Regions from separate parts of the Mus musculus genome. Here all the other regions are linked to region 1. A link is a contact called in public HiChIP or PLAC-seq data. All regions are on one chromosome and are shown on one strand. The core of a region is the stretch at or near the end of the contact, and the rest is flanking DNA. Distances in the headings are between cores, read along the strand shown. Region 1 holds the start of Asb4 (ankyrin repeat and SOCS box-containing 4). Region 2 overlaps Casd1 (CAS1 domain containing 1). Region 3 has its middle 16 kb from the start of Peg10. Region 4 overlaps Sgce (sarcoglycan, epsilon).

What was found. HiChIP or PLAC-seq counts read pairs in DNA pulled down with a chosen protein or histone mark.
Region 2: a contact with region 1 is called in an H3K4me3 HiChIP or PLAC-seq map of embryonic limb bud, with 4 times the contacts expected there. The contact joins the enhancer-like site here to the promoter of Asb4 in region 1. A contact is called at or near these places in 23 of 39 promoter capture datasets (the 3T3-L1 cell line, 3T3-L1-derived adipocytes, the C10 cell line and 15 more), 1 of 15 datasets of contacts at CTCF or cohesin (pro-B cells), 19 of 484 Hi-C or Micro-C datasets (bone marrow-derived macrophages, differentiating embryonic stem cells, embryonic stem cells and 5 more), 9 of 115 datasets of contacts at active chromatin or transcription factors (acute myeloid leukemia, bone marrow-derived macrophages, cardiomyocytes and 5 more) and 2 of 9 other capture datasets (embryonic stem cells and macrophages).
Region 3: an H3K4me3 HiChIP or PLAC-seq map of embryonic limb bud shows a contact between it and region 1, with 7 times the contacts expected there. The contact joins the enhancer-like site here to the promoter of Asb4 in region 1. A contact is called at or near these places in 19 of 39 promoter capture datasets (the 3T3-L1 cell line, 3T3-L1-derived adipocytes, the HPC-7 cell line and 12 more), 1 of 15 datasets of contacts at CTCF or cohesin (the NIH/3T3 cell line), 13 of 484 Hi-C or Micro-C datasets (the N1E-115 cell line, differentiating embryonic stem cells, embryonic fibroblasts and 4 more), 13 of 115 datasets of contacts at active chromatin or transcription factors (bone marrow-derived macrophages, craniofacial prominence, embryonic basal ganglia and 8 more) and 3 of 9 other capture datasets (embryonic stem cells, liver and macrophages).
Region 4: a contact with region 1 is called in an H3K4me3 HiChIP or PLAC-seq map of embryonic limb bud, with 5 times the contacts expected there. The contact joins the enhancer-like site here to the promoter of Asb4 in region 1. A contact is called at or near these places in 18 of 39 promoter capture datasets (the 3T3-L1 cell line, 3T3-L1-derived adipocytes, the C10 cell line and 13 more), 1 of 15 datasets of contacts at CTCF or cohesin (pro-B cells), 7 of 484 Hi-C or Micro-C datasets (adipose-derived mesenchymal stem cells, cortical neurons, embryonic stem cells and 3 more), 20 of 115 datasets of contacts at active chromatin or transcription factors (bone marrow-derived macrophages, craniofacial prominence, differentiating embryonic stem cells and 12 more) and 1 of 9 other capture datasets (macrophages).

Annotation. Positions count from the first base shown.
Region 1 is chr6:5,387,114-5,391,721 of GRCm38.p6, forward strand. It overlaps Asb4 (ankyrin repeat and SOCS box-containing 4), which reads left to right and starts at 3,297. Exons shown (of 5, transcript NM_001355662.1): 1 at 3,297-3,682. The coding sequence starts at 3,496.
Region 2 is chr6:4,632,113-4,636,792 of GRCm38.p6, forward strand. Casd1 (CAS1 domain containing 1) reads left to right here. Exons shown (of 18, transcript NM_145398.4): 14 at 1,890-1,991; 15 at 3,634-3,774. Among named protein-coding and RNA genes, the nearest start is that of Gm38761, 20 kb to the right of the region's middle. Within about 2 kb of position 2,864, at least 18 of the 459 cell types and tissues checked have an H3K27ac peak or open chromatin away from gene starts, as enhancers often do. A contact at or near this core is called in embryonic limb bud and extraembryonic ectoderm, where this site is marked.
Region 3 is chr6:4,760,722-4,765,157 of GRCm38.p6, forward strand. No RefSeq gene overlaps it. Among named protein-coding and RNA genes, the nearest start is that of Peg10, 16 kb to the left of the region's middle. Within about 2 kb of position 1,735, at least 48 of the 459 cell types and tissues checked have an H3K27ac peak or open chromatin away from gene starts, as enhancers often do. A contact at or near this core is called in embryonic limb bud and muscle stem cells, where this site is marked.
Region 4 is chr6:4,721,928-4,726,373 of GRCm38.p6, forward strand. All of the region lies in intron 1 of Sgce (sarcoglycan, epsilon), which reads right to left. Among named protein-coding and RNA genes, the nearest start is that of Sgce, 23 kb to the right of the region's middle. Within about 2 kb of position 2,509, at least 5 of the 459 cell types and tissues checked have an H3K27ac peak or open chromatin away from gene starts, as enhancers often do. A contact at or near this core is called in embryonic limb bud, where this site is marked.

The DNA of each region.
Region 1 (4,608 bases), core at 2,047-4,546:
TCAGATTTCTTTACCGATGGTTGTGAGCCACCATGTGGTTGCTGGGATTTGAACTCGGGACCTTCGGAAAAGCAGTCGGCGCTCTTAACCACTGAGCCATCTCGCCAGCTCCTAAACTTCTATTTTTTAAAATTCAAATTATCTCTGAATTTTATTCTTTGGTTCTTTGCTTCTAGTAGAATGGTAGAAATAATGTTCTTAATTTTGAAATTTTCTTCACAGAAACTTTGCTTTCTCAAAATATTTGACAAAGATACATTTATTTTTTTACAGCTATGAACCTGGATCTTTAGAAAGGCAGAAGTTATACAAATCAGATATTAATAAGATAAGCTTTTGGAGGTTGGGGCAGTAATTAAGTGGAAAACACTGGCCTAGCATTCATGAGGCTGTGCATTCAACCACAGCATCCAACCCAAACTGAGCCAAAAGACCAGCAGCTGCCCCCAGCGCAGCTGAAGCAACAAGAGAACAACAGAAGCAAGGACCCGGGGGCTTAAATAATAGCATTTCTTCCACAATGCAATGATAAGCCCTGTATCCAGGGTGAAAGATCAATGAGCTAGTTAACCTAGGAAGAAAAAAGTAAAAGTTAAAGAGCAATTAACACTTCCCAGATTAGGCATTTTCTAGCCAGGATGAAGTCTTGCTGGATTAGGAACAGAGATACAAACTGATCCTGGGGTTAACAATACAGTTCCCATCCCTGTTCACATTCTTTCATTGTGCTAGCTTTGCTCTTTATGGTCCCTGCATAAGGGGTGGAGGTGGGGATGGGGGTGGGGGTAGGGTGGAGTGGACAAAAGTGAGGGTGTCTCTGGAGAGAAGTCATACAGTTTCTGAAGTGGCCAATAATTGATTGTCCTAAAGTATCCATGTGGCTACAATGAATGAAGAACCCATAGCCAGTGGCAAATGACTGGAGCCACATACTGTATGACCAGCAGAAGCTAGAAGGTGACTAAAGCTAAATAAGACCCAGTGAGTGGAAGGAGACACTCTACCACCCTGCATAGAGTTCAAGGATGGGGCTCCAGAGGACGGTGAGCCTATTCAGGATTCCTTTATTCTCCAGACTCACATGGGTCTGGCCATACCTGTAACTTATGGCATAGTCTTTTATGTGCTGATTGTTAAATACCAGTGTTTTAAATATTGTTTGTGCAATGATCACAACTTCCTGAATGTCCTTTTACAGGGAACATCAGAACTGGCAAGGACACCCTTAACTCCTAGAGTTGTGACTACTTATATAAAGAGACTGCTATGTATTTGGACCATATTAAACATATCTGTCTGGAATAAAATTAAATTGCCCTTTACTTAATTGCCAAGCAAAGTAGGGGTGGGGGTATCTGTGAAGGGGATCAGATCCATGTAATTGTCACAAGACACATTCTGTGTGAAATTCAAAGAAGTTTGTAACTTTGTGAACAAAATCCATTTGGACAAGTGATGGAGAAGATCCTAAGCCATTAACACACAAAAGTCTACTTCAGTGGGGATTCTTGTATGTTTTTCTCATTGATACATTTCCAGTGTTCTGAATAAGTGACTTGTCATACACTAAGCACCACTAAGTATTTGCTGAAGAAGGTATCTGGGGCTAAGTTCAGGCAAGCCTCTCAGAAGAGTCTCCAATATATGTTCAACAAAAGCAAAAGGTCTTAACAGTGTCCTGGGGTCTAGAGCCAGGGCTGAGCAGACAGAAGGTCCCTGTCTCTTCGTTTCCGTGTCTCTTGATCATCTCACCCTTGCTGGAGCCATCATTTTGAAGTATGTATCTAAAATTTAAATGAGTAAACTATTAAAATTTCAAATAAAAGTTCTTTTAAAAAGTATGTAGAACTGACCCTCAGTGTTGGAAGTCATGGTAGTGGGTGTTGGCAGATTGACTCTCCCGTCTAAGAGTGTGTGAGGGGGTTCTGGTGGGCTTACAACTACTCTGTTGGGTCTGGGTGTTGAATGTGAAAATTGTTATGATTTGGTAAGTTCTGTGCTCAGGACTGGCCAGTTTTGTATATTTACGTTCCACATCAGTACATCAAGTGAAAGGGTATGCTGATTCGCAGTTGCGTTTATAGACATATTTGTTATTGAAAAATTTAAAAAATTCACACTGCAAGTACTGCAGGGATTTTTTTATATCATTTTTCTGAACCTATCCATGATATGTAAATTGCAGCTAATTTGTATACTAGTTAGCACTTGATAATTTTCTGACATTAAAGACACTAATAAGTAAAATTAAGTCTTCAGTTTTGTCTCTAACTTTTTCTGTTGAAAAACTAACAGGGAGAAATTTTAATAATAAAAACTAGCAGGTAACTGCATATTGCCCATGACAGTAACCAGCTGCTTAACTTTGGGCCACATTTGTTCCCTGTGTTCTCTCTGTCTCTGTGCCTCTTGTCCCTTGCTCTCTGTCCTATTTACATGTCTGAACTGTTTTAAAACAAAAGTGTTAAAGACCTTGGATGGAGTTAGCTCAGTAATAAAACACAAGCTGTGTGAGTCCCTGGGTTTGATCCCTAGCAAACACACACACACACACACACACACACACACACACACACACACACACACAAGCACTATGTAAACAGACAGAGGATGTGTGAGACAGTGTGCTAATTGATTAGGCATTGCTTTAATTGAGGACAAACAGGATTCTTTTACAGAACCCAAATACCTGACTCACATTTTCAAATCAATAAGCTCATAGTAGAAAGTAAGATCCAGCTTGTATTTGTTTTTGTAATTTGTTCAAACATGGCTTTTTTTTTTAACTGACTTGAGAAATAAAATGCAGGGTTCAATAAAGTCCACTCACTTGTTGCATTGATTTTCTTGTTTCTTCAGGTTCTTTTTTTCCCCTAAAATGACCCCCCCCCATCATCTCACTACCCCGCCCTGCTTTTCTCATAATATTGAAAAATTTTTAAGTGTAGGTTACTGACAAACCTTCTGTTTGTTTTTAGATGTGCATAATTAGGCTCGATTTTACAGGCTCATTTCACAAAATCATTAAAGGTTTTCAGTAGCACGTGTATCAACAACAGAAACAAATTCTCATTTGGGGCTATTAGTTAGTCAGACTAAGATACTGCGGCTCCAGCCAGGCGCCAGATGTTTTTTGTTGAGGAGAAAACATAAAGAGAATTAAGAGCTTTGTAAATCTTACACTTTCACTTTGGTCTTGTAAGAAATAATTGTGACATTTCATGCTCGGAAATGTGTCACAGAAGCCTTCCTGCTTATCGACTCCACGTAGAGCGGAAGGGACCCGCTTACGTATCTCCAGTTTAAAGGACCTGAGAACTCAGGGAGAGTCTGGGAGGATATTTTGAAGTTTGAAATGATCCCTATATAAATAGAACGGGTCAGCATAACTTTGGGATAAAATTAGCCGGCAGTTTGTGGACTCTCCAGCCTTGCCTGTGTGCTGGGTGCTGCTCTCCTGATAAATCATTGCTCCGCTTCCACAGGGCTCCGAGGATGGACGGCATCACTGCCCCTATCAGCAAAGCTGGAGCTGCCAAATTAGTTAAGAAAGATTTCCTGGAGGCTCTAAAAACAAATGACTTCGGAAAACTGAAGGCTATTTTAATCGAGAGGCAAATAGATGTGGACACAGTGTTTGAAGTTGAAGATGAGAACATGATTTTGGCATCTTACAAACAAGGTAAAAGAATTGGAGAGGTGTAATTGTGAAATTGATACAAAATGGATTTTTAGGTCAGTAGGTCAGCTTTTGTCTTTAAAGCAGTCGTTCTTATTGTTTAAGTGTTTGTTTAGACAGTATTTCTTATTTTTAAAAATCTTCCCTTCCCTTTTAAAAATCAGAGCGCATTTGGGGGTGATTTTCATAGATCCATACAGATTTTTGTCTATGTATTTCTATTTATTGCTCTTTGCCATTCTTGCGCCTGGAATTTGGGACCCTGGGAGGTTGTATTTGTCATGCACGGTGTGTGGGGGACTTCCCTTGTGACTGTGTTGGTACAGAATAAAGAAAAGCCTCTAGGCTCTGCTTAAAGACGCTGAGATCTCTGTGTGACAGTGTGGTTCTCGGTCAGGCTGCTGATTCTTTCCTAACAACCACTTACAGATATATCACCTCCGTGTCCCTGTGAATGAGAAAGGGGACCTTCTTTTCCATTTAGAGAGTTAATGAATGGCGAAAGATGCGCCAGGGGCACTTCGATGGTCTGCATCGGTTTAATGGGTTTCAGTGCAGGAACAAAAGCTGAACTCTAAACACCACAAAGTTAACTTTTATTTTTCTTTTCTGCTTGGCTGCAATAGTAGAGAAAAAAATTGAAAAATTAAAATTCAGAATCTCTGCTTTGTCCAAAAAAAAAAAAATAGGAAATCAAAAATTATAACAAAATTCTTTAAGTCTCCCCCTCCCCTGGAACTCCTCTTTAATAAATCAGAACAAGATTAACACACTCATTCTGATTTCTCAAATCAACTAGATAATGGGAAAACTTCAATAGTTAGACCGTTTGGCGAGCATACTGCAAAGAAAGACTCTATTTACCTTCACTGCTGCCTAGAGAAAATATGTGGGAAAGTCTTGGGAGTCGGGTGAAGGGAGACCTATTT
Region 2 (4,680 bases), core at 1,614-4,113, 760 kb before region 1:
GTACATTTAGCAGAATGGCAGTCTGTTATCTGCTGGTTAAATCTATCAGGCAGACATTTTTTTGGGGGTATCATGATACTTGTAACAAAATATTTTAATTTGACCATCTGTAGTTTTGACATAAGCTGCAGTTGACTTGCAGTGCTACATTTTGCATAAAGTTGCCTCAAGTGTAAATGTCCATTAGGTACATTTTGTTATGTGTGGTTGGGGTGCGAGCTAATTCTTCAGAACCTGTAGGGAGGCATTTTAGGCTCTTATACCTACTTTCACGTTCAGAAGTATTTAAAACATTTTTGTTTCTGTATGGCATACAGTTTTCTTTTCCATGTGAGATACATAAAATAATAAAATAGGCAAATGTATAAAGAAATAGGTAACAACAAATACCCAACATTCTCTGAGCACATTAGAATGGAAAAGGGAAGCTGGCCTATCATTAAATAGTGAGACTGAGGAACCTTCCCAGCTCTAGGTCAGTGAGGACCCTAGCACAAGAAAAAGACAGTACACAGTTCAGAGCATCCCATTCTGTCCTGCCCACTATACAGCACACTGAACCCAAAGTCAGTATGCACTATTAACTTCCTTATCAGTAACATATTAGATAAATTTCAATTAGAAATAAAATTTTATGAAGAGAGGCCCTTTGGTATTGTAAACTTTATATGTCCTAGTACAGGAGAACACCAGGGCCAAGAAGTGCGAGTGGGAATAGGGGAGCAGGGCGTTGGGGGGGAGGGGTAGGGAACTTTGGAATAGCATTTAAAATGTAAATAAAGAAAATATCTACTAAAAAAAGAAATAAAATTTTAAATACAAATGCATTTATTTATAAATACTCTTCATATGTAGCTGCTACAATCATATGCTTATGTTCAGTAGATCCATACCTGTTATGATATATATATATGCTTATATCTATATGTATGTGTGTACACATATAATCAGGGGTCTTTATTTTGCAATTCTTTGTAAGAATGAACCTACATTTTCTGTGGAATAAAGTTTGATACAGTTCTTTTATGTATAGTTGAAGTTGTGGATAAATGAAAATAGTTATATTTTCTAAAAGTGATGAAATTCCTCTGACACAAGGACCCAGTAGTGGCTGAGGCAGTTTCTTCATATTGTTCTCTGGTCAGCAGTAATTGTTTTTTAGTAGTCCTTTTTGATGCTGTTGCAGTAGGTCAAGCAATGGGACATTTCTTAGTAGAATTCGCCGCCACTCTTCAGTCCATACTGAGCACTCGCTCTGTTTGAAAGGCTTCATTGGTGTGCAGGAATGTACCCCAGACTTCTACCCTTCATTCAAACATTCTCTTGCTGTCAGATTAATAAGAGGGTGCCATTCACTAGCTGGACAGAATAAAACTTGAAACTGTGGCTAGTAATAATAGCATTTGAGGATGGCTGATTAGAGTGACTAATTCAGGGGGCTCTTTCAACCGTAATAATTATAAATAATTAAAGACATTTAGAGGAAAATAAATTATATTTTTCACCTTAAAATTTTTTTGGATATTGATATTGTATTGGCTGAGGTGTTTTGTAATTTTGTGTCTCTAGTAAATATAAAAATGTTTTAATATTATGTTAAACTCAGTAGAATAATTTCAAATTACTAGGGGTTTGTTGTTCTTCTTGTTTCAAAATCTTGTATTTTTCGTAGATTCCATGTGAAAGACAAATTTGAAAAGTATTAAATAAACTTTTTTGGCCATAGCTGAAATACATTTACTCTTTTTCAAATGAAGCCAAGTTTTCAAGTGAATTGATCAGACGTTAAGAATGTGAATGGTCTTTATTTACTGTTAGCTTGACAAATACATAGATCATAATGGAACTGCAAAGCAAGCGCTGACCTGACTGGCTGCATTCCTTTTCAGGGTGCATTTGAGAAGATCTTTTCTCTATGGCCACTTTCCAAATGTTTTGAACTAGAAGGGAGCGTGTATGAATGGTGGTTCAGGTGGAGGCTAGACCGCTACGTATGTATTTACTTTGTGATATCTTCATGCCTCAAATTATACTGCTAGAAAATTATTTGCACTCCTGACTATTTCTGCTTAGGTTTTATACAAAGAAACTTGTTGAGAGTAAGTTAAAGCTTACTACCCATGAACCCTTTCTCATTACAGCAGAAAATGAGTATGTCTGTCTCTCACCAGGAAAATATTTTAAGTGTTGTCTATAAAGGGGCTTCTGACAGACAGTTGTAATTTCTTGATGATTCACATATATGTGCTCTACCATTGAGAACAATATTCATTGAGTGTCATGATGTTTCCTGGATTTCATAAGATATTGATGTTGGGAAGTGTGTATTAAAGAGCAGCATACCTCTGAGCAGCCAAGTGTTTTCAGTCTGCTCTCAAACCTACGGTTACTATTATCATGCGCTTAGTAAGCTCTGCAATATAGACGTGGGGATAGGCTTGCAAAGCAGCAGCAGCCACAGCATGGTGAGGGACTCCACACACTTAACCTGAAATCATTCGGAGACCTTTGACTAAGCAAAGGTAACCGGCCTAGCAGAGCACTCAGCGGCGCTAATTACTTTCCCATGAGCTCTTTCCTTTCTATCCTTCACCATCTTTCAATATGCCCTGAGAGCTATTCTGAGGCATCCCAGCTTCCCAGCTCCTGTTTACTTCCCAAGGAACTTTATTGCATTTCCAAGCCACATACAAATAAAATGGCTCTGCTAAAGCCTTTGTCGGCTTTAGCAGATAAGCTGCAAGGATGTGCTTATCTTCATCTGTTTGGGAAACTAAAACAGACCAGGGTAGCCTGATTAGCTCCTGAACAACAAAGCATATTTCTTACAGTTCCAGAGACCAGGATCCTGGGCAGCCATGGTCTCACTGGAAATGGTCTCTGGGGTCTCTTTTACAGGGCACTAACCCTGCTCATAAAGATTACACCCTCCTGACCTGACCATTTCCCATGTACCCACATAAAACTCCAGATTCCACACAGGAATTCAGTTTCAACATAGGAGAGGTTGTGTGTGTGTGTGTTTTGTATTTTTTGTGCAGGGTGGGAGGTGGGGGTTGGAGGGGGACACAAAAGTCCAGTCCATTGCAGTGATGAATTGTGGTTATTTATGTCTTTTTTGGTTTTTTGTTTGGTTGGTTTTTTTAAAGAAAAAGCTCTGGGTTTTCTTCCACACCATATTGTTTAATATACATAGTTTCCTTTTAAACATAAAATTTAGTGTTGCTGTTTGGTTTGGTTGAAGGGATGGGTATAAAATGTGTTTCAATGTTTTGGAGAAAGTTTAGAAGTATGTTTAAATTGCTGAGGTTGGAGATGTAACTCAGCAGAGGGGTTGGTGCTGCTCAGTGGAAGGCTCTGGGTTCAATGTCCACCGCTTGAGATGGTCACTGTCTTTCTTCCTGGGGGCCTTGGGGGCAGCCTCTGTCTCTGCTGGACACTTCCTTTCCTGGCTTGCATGCTCCAGCGGTCACTCGCTTGATTAGACAGTCAAAGTTTGCTCTTCATAGCAACTCTAAAGTCTTAAGCTTCTAGCCCAGGAGCTTTTATAAATGCAGTTTTAAATATCCAAGGATTGTTGCTAGCATTTGAGATGTAACTCTTCAAAACCAATTTTCTCCCTGTTGTTCTCAGGTTGTCTTCCATGGGGTTCTGTTTGCTTTCATTTATCTGGCTTTGCAGAGACGGCAAATACTTTCTGAAGGAAAGGGTGAACCACTCTTTTCAAACAAAATTTCCAACTTTCTATTGTTTGTTTCAGTAGTGTCTTTCTTGGTAAGTTTCAAAATGTAAGCGTCTAATTTTCTCAATTTTTAACTGGTAGAATTAACCTATAAATAAAGAAAATGTAATTTAAATGAACATTTTAAAACTTTTTACTGTATTTTTTCTAATTAGATGTAAGTTCTACATAGAATGCATATATAAGTTATAAATACTAGCTGAGAGTATAGTAAAATAGGAATTTTAAAAGTTACAATCAGCTGGGCGGTGGTGGTGCACGCCTTTAATCCCAGCACTTGGGAGGCAGAGACAGGCGGATTTCTGAGTTAGAGGCCAGCCTGGTCTACAAAGTGAGTTTCAGGACAGCCAAGACTATACAGAGAAACCCTGTCTCGAAAAAACAAAAACAAACAAAAAAAACAAACAAACAAACAAAAACAAAAAAAAAACAAAAAAAAGTTACAATTATACCATGTACTATCTGTCTCTATCTCTCTATCTATCTATCCATCTATCTATTATCTATCTATTGGGTGAGTTAGGGGGTTGAGACAGGGCTTCTCTGTGTAGCCCTGGCTGTACTGTCATCCCTCTATAGACTAGGCTGGCCTTGGACTTGCAGAGATCTCCTTGCCTCTGCTTCCCAGCACCACCACGGCCACCACTGCCACCACTGCCACCACCCAGCTCCATGTGCTCGTGAATGTGAAAAGCCAGCAATTGGTGGTGATGACCATATTGCCAGAAGTGCCCAAAACTCCATTTCTCACCCCCACCCACACCCCGTCCCCCCATGCTTAGGCAGTTGATGCTACTGAAACAAGTGATCAGACCTCCCAAGAGCTTTTTTTAAACTGTATTTATTTACACTTCAGTTGTTGTCCCCCTTCACAGTCTCCCCTCTGCAATCCCCCCCCCATCCCTCCTCCCCTTTGCCTCTAAGAGGGTACTTCCCCA
Region 3 (4,436 bases), core at 485-2,984, 630 kb before region 1:
CATCATCAATGATAATACCCAGGATACCCCAGGAAATGGACTAACTCATTTAAGTTTTGAAGTTAACAAAGTCATCACCTCACAACAAATCCAATGACATATTGATTATTAATCCCATTATTATTTGGAACACTTGAAATTCATTAATATATTGGAGAGGGACATAGGAGAATGAAAAGCAATGGTAGAAGCCTGGGAGATGGGGCCGGAGGCTGAGCTGAGATCAGGAGTGTGGTCGGCATGGTGGTATTAAACATACCACTCACATAGATTCTTATCAATGACATCCCAGACTAGAATACCCCATGACGCCAATTTATAAAACCCATGTGTAAGAAAGCCACCAATTAATAGTGATTACTAACACAATGATCTTAATATCAGGATTCCTTGGAAATGCTGAGACGAATGGGCGATGGGGAAGGCTAGCAATAGGGCAGAGTGGGAGATGGGAAGTAGTGGCAAGAAAGGTATAAGTTGAGTAAGTTTGGAATGGAGTTTTATATCATACAATCAAATAACAATACACAATACCCCAGAACATAAGTATATCCTGGCCACAGAATACAAACATTCAAATCCACCAACTAATGGCAAAAACATTGACATCACACTGGGTATAATTCAATACAATTGGGATTCTTGATATGAGTTGAGATGGGGGAAGAAGACAGAGTAAAGTTGTGGGGTTAGGAATCTAGTGGGAAGGGGTGGTATATAAATGGAGGGATGGTGTATAAGGGGAGGGTGGTATATAAAGGGAGGAGTGGTAAAAAAGGAAGGAAGGGTATATGAAGGGAGGGTGGTAAAGAAAAGGAAGGATGTGTAGAACAGGAGGGGTGGTGTAGAAAAGGAGGGGTGGTGTAGAAGAGGAGGGGTGGTGTATAAGGGGAAGTGTAGGTTATAAGGGGAAGGGAGGAGCATAAAGGGAAGGGTAGTGTCTAAGGAGAGGGGTGCTGTATAAAGGGAGAGGTGGTGTATAAGGGGAGGGGTGGAATGTAAGGGGAGGGGTGCTATATAAGAAGAGGGGTGGTGTAGAAGAGGAGGGGTGGTATATAAGGGGAGGGGTAAGGTATAAGTGGCAGGGTGGTGTATAAAGAGAAGGGTAGTGTATAAGGAAAGGGGTGGTGTATAAACGGAGAGGTGGGGTATAAGGGGAGGAGTGGTGTACAAGGAGAGGGGTGGGGTATAAGAGGAGGAGTGCTGTATAAAGAGAGGGGTAGTGCAGAAAGGGAGAGGGGGAGTATAAGGAGAGGGGTGGTGTATAACGAGAGGGGTAAAGTATAAGTGGCAGGGTGGTGTATAAAGAGAAGGGTAGTGTATAAGGAAAGGGGTGGTGTATAAACGGAGAGGTGGGGTATAAGGGGAGGAGTGGTGTACAAGGAGAGGGGTGGGGTATAAGAGGAGGAGTGCTGTATAAAGAGAGGGGTAGTGCAGAAAGGGAGAGGTGGAGTATAAGGAGAGGGGTGGTGTATAACGGGAGGGGTAAGGTATAAGTGGCAGGGTGGTGTATAAAGAGAAGGGTAGTGTATAAGGAAAGGGGTGGTGTGTAAACGGAGAGGTGGGGTATAAGGGGAGGAGTGGTGTACAAGGAGAGGGGCGGGGTATAAGAGGAGGGGTGGAGTATAAGGAGAGGGGTGGTGTATAAGGGGAGTGGTAAGGTATAAAGGAAAGGGTGGTGAATAAGGAGAGGGGTGGTACAGAAAGAGAGGGGTGGTATATAAGGGGAGGGGTGGTGTATAAGGAGAGGGGTGGTGTATAAGAAGAGGGGTGGTGTATAAGGAGAGGGGTGGTGTATAAGGGGAGGGGTGGTGTATATGGAACAAATTAATCATACACTCTTGTAGCAATAATATGCTCAGGCTATCCCAGGAAATCAACTAATACATTTCAGATGGAAAACATTACTATCCTTAGTAATAAGGTTACCAAATAATAGGAACCCCACAAAAATCATAAATCCCAACACCAACACTACTTGAGATAATTAGGATTACTAATTTAAGTGGAGTTGGGGCCAGCAAGATGGCTCAGCAGATAAGTGCTTGCTGACAATGTGAGTTGGTCTCTGGAACCCACCTGGTGGGAGGTGAAGACGGTGCCTACAAGTTGACCTTTGACCACCATAAACCCACAATGGTACCACAGTGCGTTCCTCTCCCCACACACAAAATAAGTGGGGGGGGGGGAGTAAGGGAACATTTTGAGGGGCAGGAAGCAGAGCTAATAGGGAGATTGAAGGGCAAGAAGAGAGGTGGTAGTTAGGTGTGGCTTTGAATGGGATGGTCCATAAGGGATTTCAATCACATAACTCACCATCAGCCATATGCCCAGAACACACAAGGGGATCAACTGTATTCCAGATGCAAAATATTTGCAAATAAAATAAACACAGCAATCAATAGTGACTTCAATAGTCATACTACACTATTACATGGAGTACTCAAGACTAATTAGATTCCACATGGAGGGACACTAAGGAGAAAAGGGAAGAGTGATTATATATATATATATATATATAATTTTAAATGGTATTCCCTTTCTCAGTTTCCCCTCTGTAACCCCCTATCCCATTCCCCCTCCCCCTGTTTCTATGAGGGTGTCCCCCACCCACTCCTGCCTCCCCACCCTGGTATTCCCCTACACTGTACATTATTATACACCACTCCTCCCCTTTATACACCACCCCTCTCCTTATACACCACCTCTTTCTTTCTATACCACCCCTCTCCACACACACACACACACACACACACACACACACACACACATACACATATACATACTAAGGTATTAATTGATTAGAATTACACACATCCAACATCAATCAATGCCATGAATAGCAGAGACTCAGTATCTCCTGTGAGATAATAAAGGCTTATTTTTACTAGAACTATTTTTTGGAATCACTGAAGCTTATTGATTAGAGTGAAGAAGGCAATATAATTAATATAATTGGGAGAAGGGAGGAGAGAAGGGGGAGGGGAAGAAAGAGAATGGAGAAAATAAGGGATGCGACTGGTTGGAAATGATGGGAGTGGATATAGCATTCAAATGTGAGTGAATATAAAGAACACATCAATCACAGTCTAGGATCAGTTATGTATTCACAACCTCCAAGAAAATAAGTATTTCGTACTAGTAAAATATTAACATATTTAATGGTAAAGCCATTAATGATAACTTCATTACTATATTTTATATTACTAAGACACTTTTAAATTATTAGTAAGTGGAAGAGTGAAAGAAAGAAGGGAGTGTAGGCTAGGAAGAAAGAGAATTAGAAAGGTGGGCTATGGCAAGAGGATGGAGATGCATAAAAGAATGTCATTCATACAACCAAGGACCAGTGATATAAAAAGAAACCCCCTAGGATCAATATACTACATCTGAAAAACAGCACACAATAATAAATCTATTTATCTGCAGATGCTCGCAGCCAACAGTTGGACTGAGCATGGGACCACAATGGAGGAGTTAGGGAAAGGTCTGTAGGAGCTGAAGGGGTTTGCAACCCCATAGGAAGAACAGCAATATCCAGACATCCCCAGAAATCATAAGGACTAAACCATCAACCAAAGAGTACACATGGAGGGACCCATGGCTACAGCTGCATAAGTAGCAGAGGATAGCCTTGTAGGGCATCAGTGAGAGGGGAGGCCCTTCGTTCTCTGAAGGCTTAATGCCCCAGTGCCAGGGTGGGGAGGCAGGAGTGGGTGGGGGGAACAACCTCATAGAAGCAGGGGGAGAGGGGATGGGATAAGGGATTGCAGAGGGGAAACTGGGAAAGGGAATAACATTTGAAATGTAATAAATAAAATATCCAATAAAAATGAATAAATCTATTAATAATAGGAAATAATAAAATATTAAATTACTTTTAATATCCATTTTCTTTGAATCCTTCAGATTTCTCAATAGGAGTAAAGGAAAGCAGGAGATTGGAGAATGTGGTGGGCAGGGTCAAGACACACAGTATGGGGATGAGAATTCTAGTAGGAGAGGAGTCTGAGATGAAGGGCTGCATATAAAGAAGATATCACACACAAGGCAGTATCAATTATGTACACAGAATGCACCAGAAATCAATTAACATAGTCCAACTGCAAAACATAAACACAGAATAATTAACCTAGCAACAAACATCAGTGATGTAAGGAAAGGGAACAATTAATGTAAGTATTACATAGAATTATTCACCTTCTTTTCACTACAGAGACAAGAAGTGGAGGGCAACACAAAACACGAGAGTGGTAGTGGGGTAAATTGGGGGTAGGGTAATGTACAAAGGGCACATCAGCCATACACAGCAAAACACTCAGGATAACACATGATGGCTCATATATTCCAAAGCTAAGAAACACAGCGACTAGGGAGATGGTGTAGAGGGTAAAGATCTTGTGCTGCAAGCGTGAGTCCCTAAGTTCTGATCCCCA
Region 4 (4,446 bases), core at 1,259-3,758, 670 kb before region 1:
AAATATATATGACACTTAATTTAAGGTATAGTATTCTGTAGATTACTCTCCTCTATTTCCATCATAAAGTAATAGCCTCTTTTAGTGTTTGCTATGGCAAAGTGATATATGTCAGCTTGCGAAGCAAAAAGAAATGTTTCTCACACTAAATAATACTGTGAAATAATTCTATTTTCTACATAGCCCTCATAAAGCCTAACATGACCCATTAAAGGGCACATATCATTCCACACCACACCACCGTGACTAGTATAGAACACCTCAGATTCTTATAGAACAAAACAAACAAACAAAAACCATTTCTTCAATGTACAGAGTTAATCCACAATCCACCATCGCCCTCTCGGGCTTTAAGATGGCATGCACATTGTTTTTATTCATGTGTACTCAATTGCCGTTCTGCAATCTGCCGAACTGCATCCTTGCTGGTCAGTTACCTTGGCAACTCCACAGTAAAGCCTGCTTCACTTTAAGTATATATGCCATTCACTCGAGAAAAACATGATACAGATGTATGACACACTCATCATCCAGAAATGGAAAATGACTAAGCCACTATGTTTTGTTTGTGAAAATAATACTTCCTTTTGGTATGGTAGGTTTAAATTATGGGCACCCACACAACATTTTAGAGAAGAGCCCGTTTCCTGTCCCTTTGTTATTTGCAAAACAAATAGCTCCTCAAGAGGGGCAGTATTTACACCTGTGCTTCTTTTCAGAAGCGAAATGGCATAGAGAATTTGAAGCCCTGGGTTGCTGTTCTTCTAAACATGAGCTATGACAATAATACTCATAAGGCTTGCACAAACTACCCACGGAGACTACTACCTGACGCTGACACACGCTGCATTCACAGGTGCCTAGGTGGGACCCACAAACTGTAAACTTGATACACACGATTTTTCTTAATAACGAGCCTAGAAAATGACATGTAAACACCCTGAGAAGCCACGGCCCTAAGGCCTCAGTTCTCTACAACGCACATGTGTACAGCACTGTGCTAATCCAGCCGAGGTCACAGGGGCTGGCCTCTCCGTGTCTTGCATCGTTCTATGATCTTATACAGCTATAAATCCATTACCTCGGCAAACACACCACTGGATACAAATGAAACTTGGAGCCTGTGTGTAGCTAAATCCCTTCCAATCTAGCAACATAAGTGGGCAAAACAATTAAAGCAAGAGTTCGAACCATCTCGCATCAAAACCATCACCTTCGAATAGGAAAGGTACATATGGTGGTACAGATTAAGACTTCTGAAAATGCACTACCATAAACAATAGAATTTATTTGTAAAAAAGAGCGAACAAACATAAAAATCTACTGTCTGAATCAAGAAGAGCCAAAAGGAAAATAGTATTGGAAAATAATGACTTTAATGTTTCCCCTCCCTAAGCACCTATGTTTCTCTGCGCCATATGGCCATAATCTTATTCACAGAACTATTCATTGCATGTTGCAGTCACAGGGTATATAGAAAGGTCAGGGTGTTTCAACAACTCTGTATTATGTGACAGTAGTGAGCAGAGAATCAAATAATAGATCTTGACAGCAATGGCAATAAAGTGGGACCTCACACTCCCTAAATTGTGCCTGTCTTCCTCTGCTAAGAATCTGTTAGAAATGTTTTCTCTGCGTGAAGGGAGAGATAAGCTTCTGCATCGGTGTGCACTTTACACACATTTACATTGAAAACAGAAGCAAACAGTGATACTTCACAAACACTGACGTTTGGAAAGCTCTGCGTTGCTGAAGAACCTCTGACAGAGCTTCTCGATTGCTGTGTAGATTGTCGCTGAAATGTAAACAGACACACATGCCACCCCATCTTTACAAAGGGGCCAGAGAACACTTCTCGGACCTTTTTCTGCGTCATTAAGAACGAGGACACAGCCATAAAGATAAAACAGACACTGAGTGTCAGGCCGGAAAGTTCCAGCTACGTTTAATCTTAAACCTGTCTCCTTTCGCAATCTTTGAAAAGAATGTCATGAATTATTGTCAATAAGCGTGTCCAACTAGCCTTTGCAAGGTAGCAATTATGTGCATGTGTCTTTTATAGGTTCTTCACCAACAAACTGATGACTTTAAAAGATCCACTTATGTGGTCTTTTTCTGCTTTTTGAGGTTTAGGAGGATTGGGTAAAACCTCAGTTAACCATAAACCCAGAGAATGGAGCATGGAGAAGCCTCATGTTCCTAAGGAAGCAGCAGTTGGTCCTCTTTCGTGGTGCTGTAAGACCATCATTTCGCACACCAGTTACCACACGTGGCTCTATTATACAGGGGGCCGTATGGACGGTTTGGCTGCCTGTCATTTACAAATCACATGAGTGGGTCCCAGTAGGCTAATGCATTTTAAGGTTGTGTGTTTTATAGATTTTTTGTTTTCTCCCCCCAGTAGACAAGTTGTCAGCTGTCATTTCTCATTGCTATCAGTATGTTTTCTATAGTGGCTTCTCTCGCCTTTTACGCTTGCAATTATTAACCCGCTGCAGGTTTAAAAGCCAGACTAGCAAATAAGGTAGGACTGCGTGATAAATTAAGAGGAGATACGTGCTGTTTCTGTGTGTACCGTGCTCTGCCAGATGTGAAAAAAGCAGAAGACAGCATTTGAAGCATTAGCTGCCCAAGGACCCCTTTGTGGTGCGTTTCCTGGTTTCCAGCTGAAGCCGCACACCCGTGAATAGACGCTTAATATCCCCAGGATAGGGTCATTACTTGAGGCAAAAGCAGTATAAACTCTGTGCAACATAACAGAGTCAGAAATAAATAAGTGCACATTTGAAAATCTTAATTCAATCCAGATGCTATGTATACATGAGTTTTTGAATCAAAATGAACATACGGTGTTATGTGAAATAACTTCATGTTTGCTATGTGGGAAACAGACTGCATAATTTAAACACAGATTTGTGGATTAAGTATTACTCTTAGCAGGAGTAACCTAACCAATTTTAAAAATACCAAGATACTATAATGAATATCTTTCTATGACAACCTAAAAGTTTGTTTTTAAAAGCATCTCAATTTTATCAATGTCTGATTTTATGGGGAATATCACAAAGGTACTTTGGAGACAAATTATTTAAACAAGACTATGATATGACTAGATAACTAGATAGATATTTACAACTGTGCACAGCATTATCTTAATGGAAAGTACTACCTGGGAGAAATTAAATAAAGATTATGAATAGGATTTTTCAAAGATGTTCAAGCTATAAAGAGAGTGCTGATCTGCCACCTGTCTTAATACAACTTTAAAACACAAAATTTGACCTAAGCAAATAGGTATAAATATTCTGAAAATCAAGCACTTTAAGTGCTAACGGGGGTGGGGTGGGGAGAGATTTCCTCTTTTTTTTTTTTTCCTTCCTATTACAACTTTAACAGGCTTAACCATCTCTCTGAGACTCGGAGTCCCTGTGTGAATAGAACGATACCCAATGTATTGGAACAGACTGAGAGATGAATCCCTTTGGCTCTCTGAATCAAGATAACTCATCTCGGGATTTCCAGAGCTTAATAAATTTATGGATTCCTTCCTAATTCATTTTTAACAAGTTATTACAACATTCAAATAGAAATGAAATTATTAAACCAGACAGTTAGTGTATAAGAAATCTTAATACCAACCAGGTACACAACCTGTTTTCAGATTTTTTTTTCTTTTTTTCTCCTCTCATTCACATTTATGTGAGATTTGATCGATCCAACCTAATAAATGTTGGCTTTCAATTGAAAGTGTTTCGCCGCTGTCAGCCCTTCACCTCGGGGCATCAAAGGCTGGCCAGTCATTCATTTGGAAGTAGGCAGCTATTGTTTTTCTTACAGTCACAGATAGCCCATGCCTAAACTGCAGGATTCATCCTAAGGTCAGCATTAAGATTACCTCCTTGCTAAGAATACAAGCACTTCTGTTCATGCGAGGCAGAAATCAAAGCTTGGATCTTTTTCTACAAAAAGGCAGCAGAATTTCTTCATAAAAAATTTCCCTCCTAAGTCACTTATTAATTTTTCTAAATTGGAATTATCTTGGTTATTATCTAATCAAATATGTTTTCCCCTTTGTATGTTTGTGTGCCTATGTGTCTTAAATGTTGATAGGAAAGGGGTGCAAACTATTGTTAATGGGTGATCAATAAAACACGGGACTCAGAATGCCGAAAAGTTGAAAGGGGTTTTAGATGTCATGCTAGGCATGCAAATATCTTTATTAAAGGACAGACCAAAGTACTGGTTCTGGCCAAGATACGCCCTTAGCTTCCCAGTCCAGCCAGGACGGCCGTGCACTTTTTTTCCTGGAGAAGTTAAGCTTTCACTTTACTGTATAGATGACAAAATTAACCCCAGAGGGACTAGATGATGGTTTCCTGAGCATAGGACTAACAGAGTATCCACGGAGCTTATCAATTTGACAATACAAAACACAAGTTAACACAT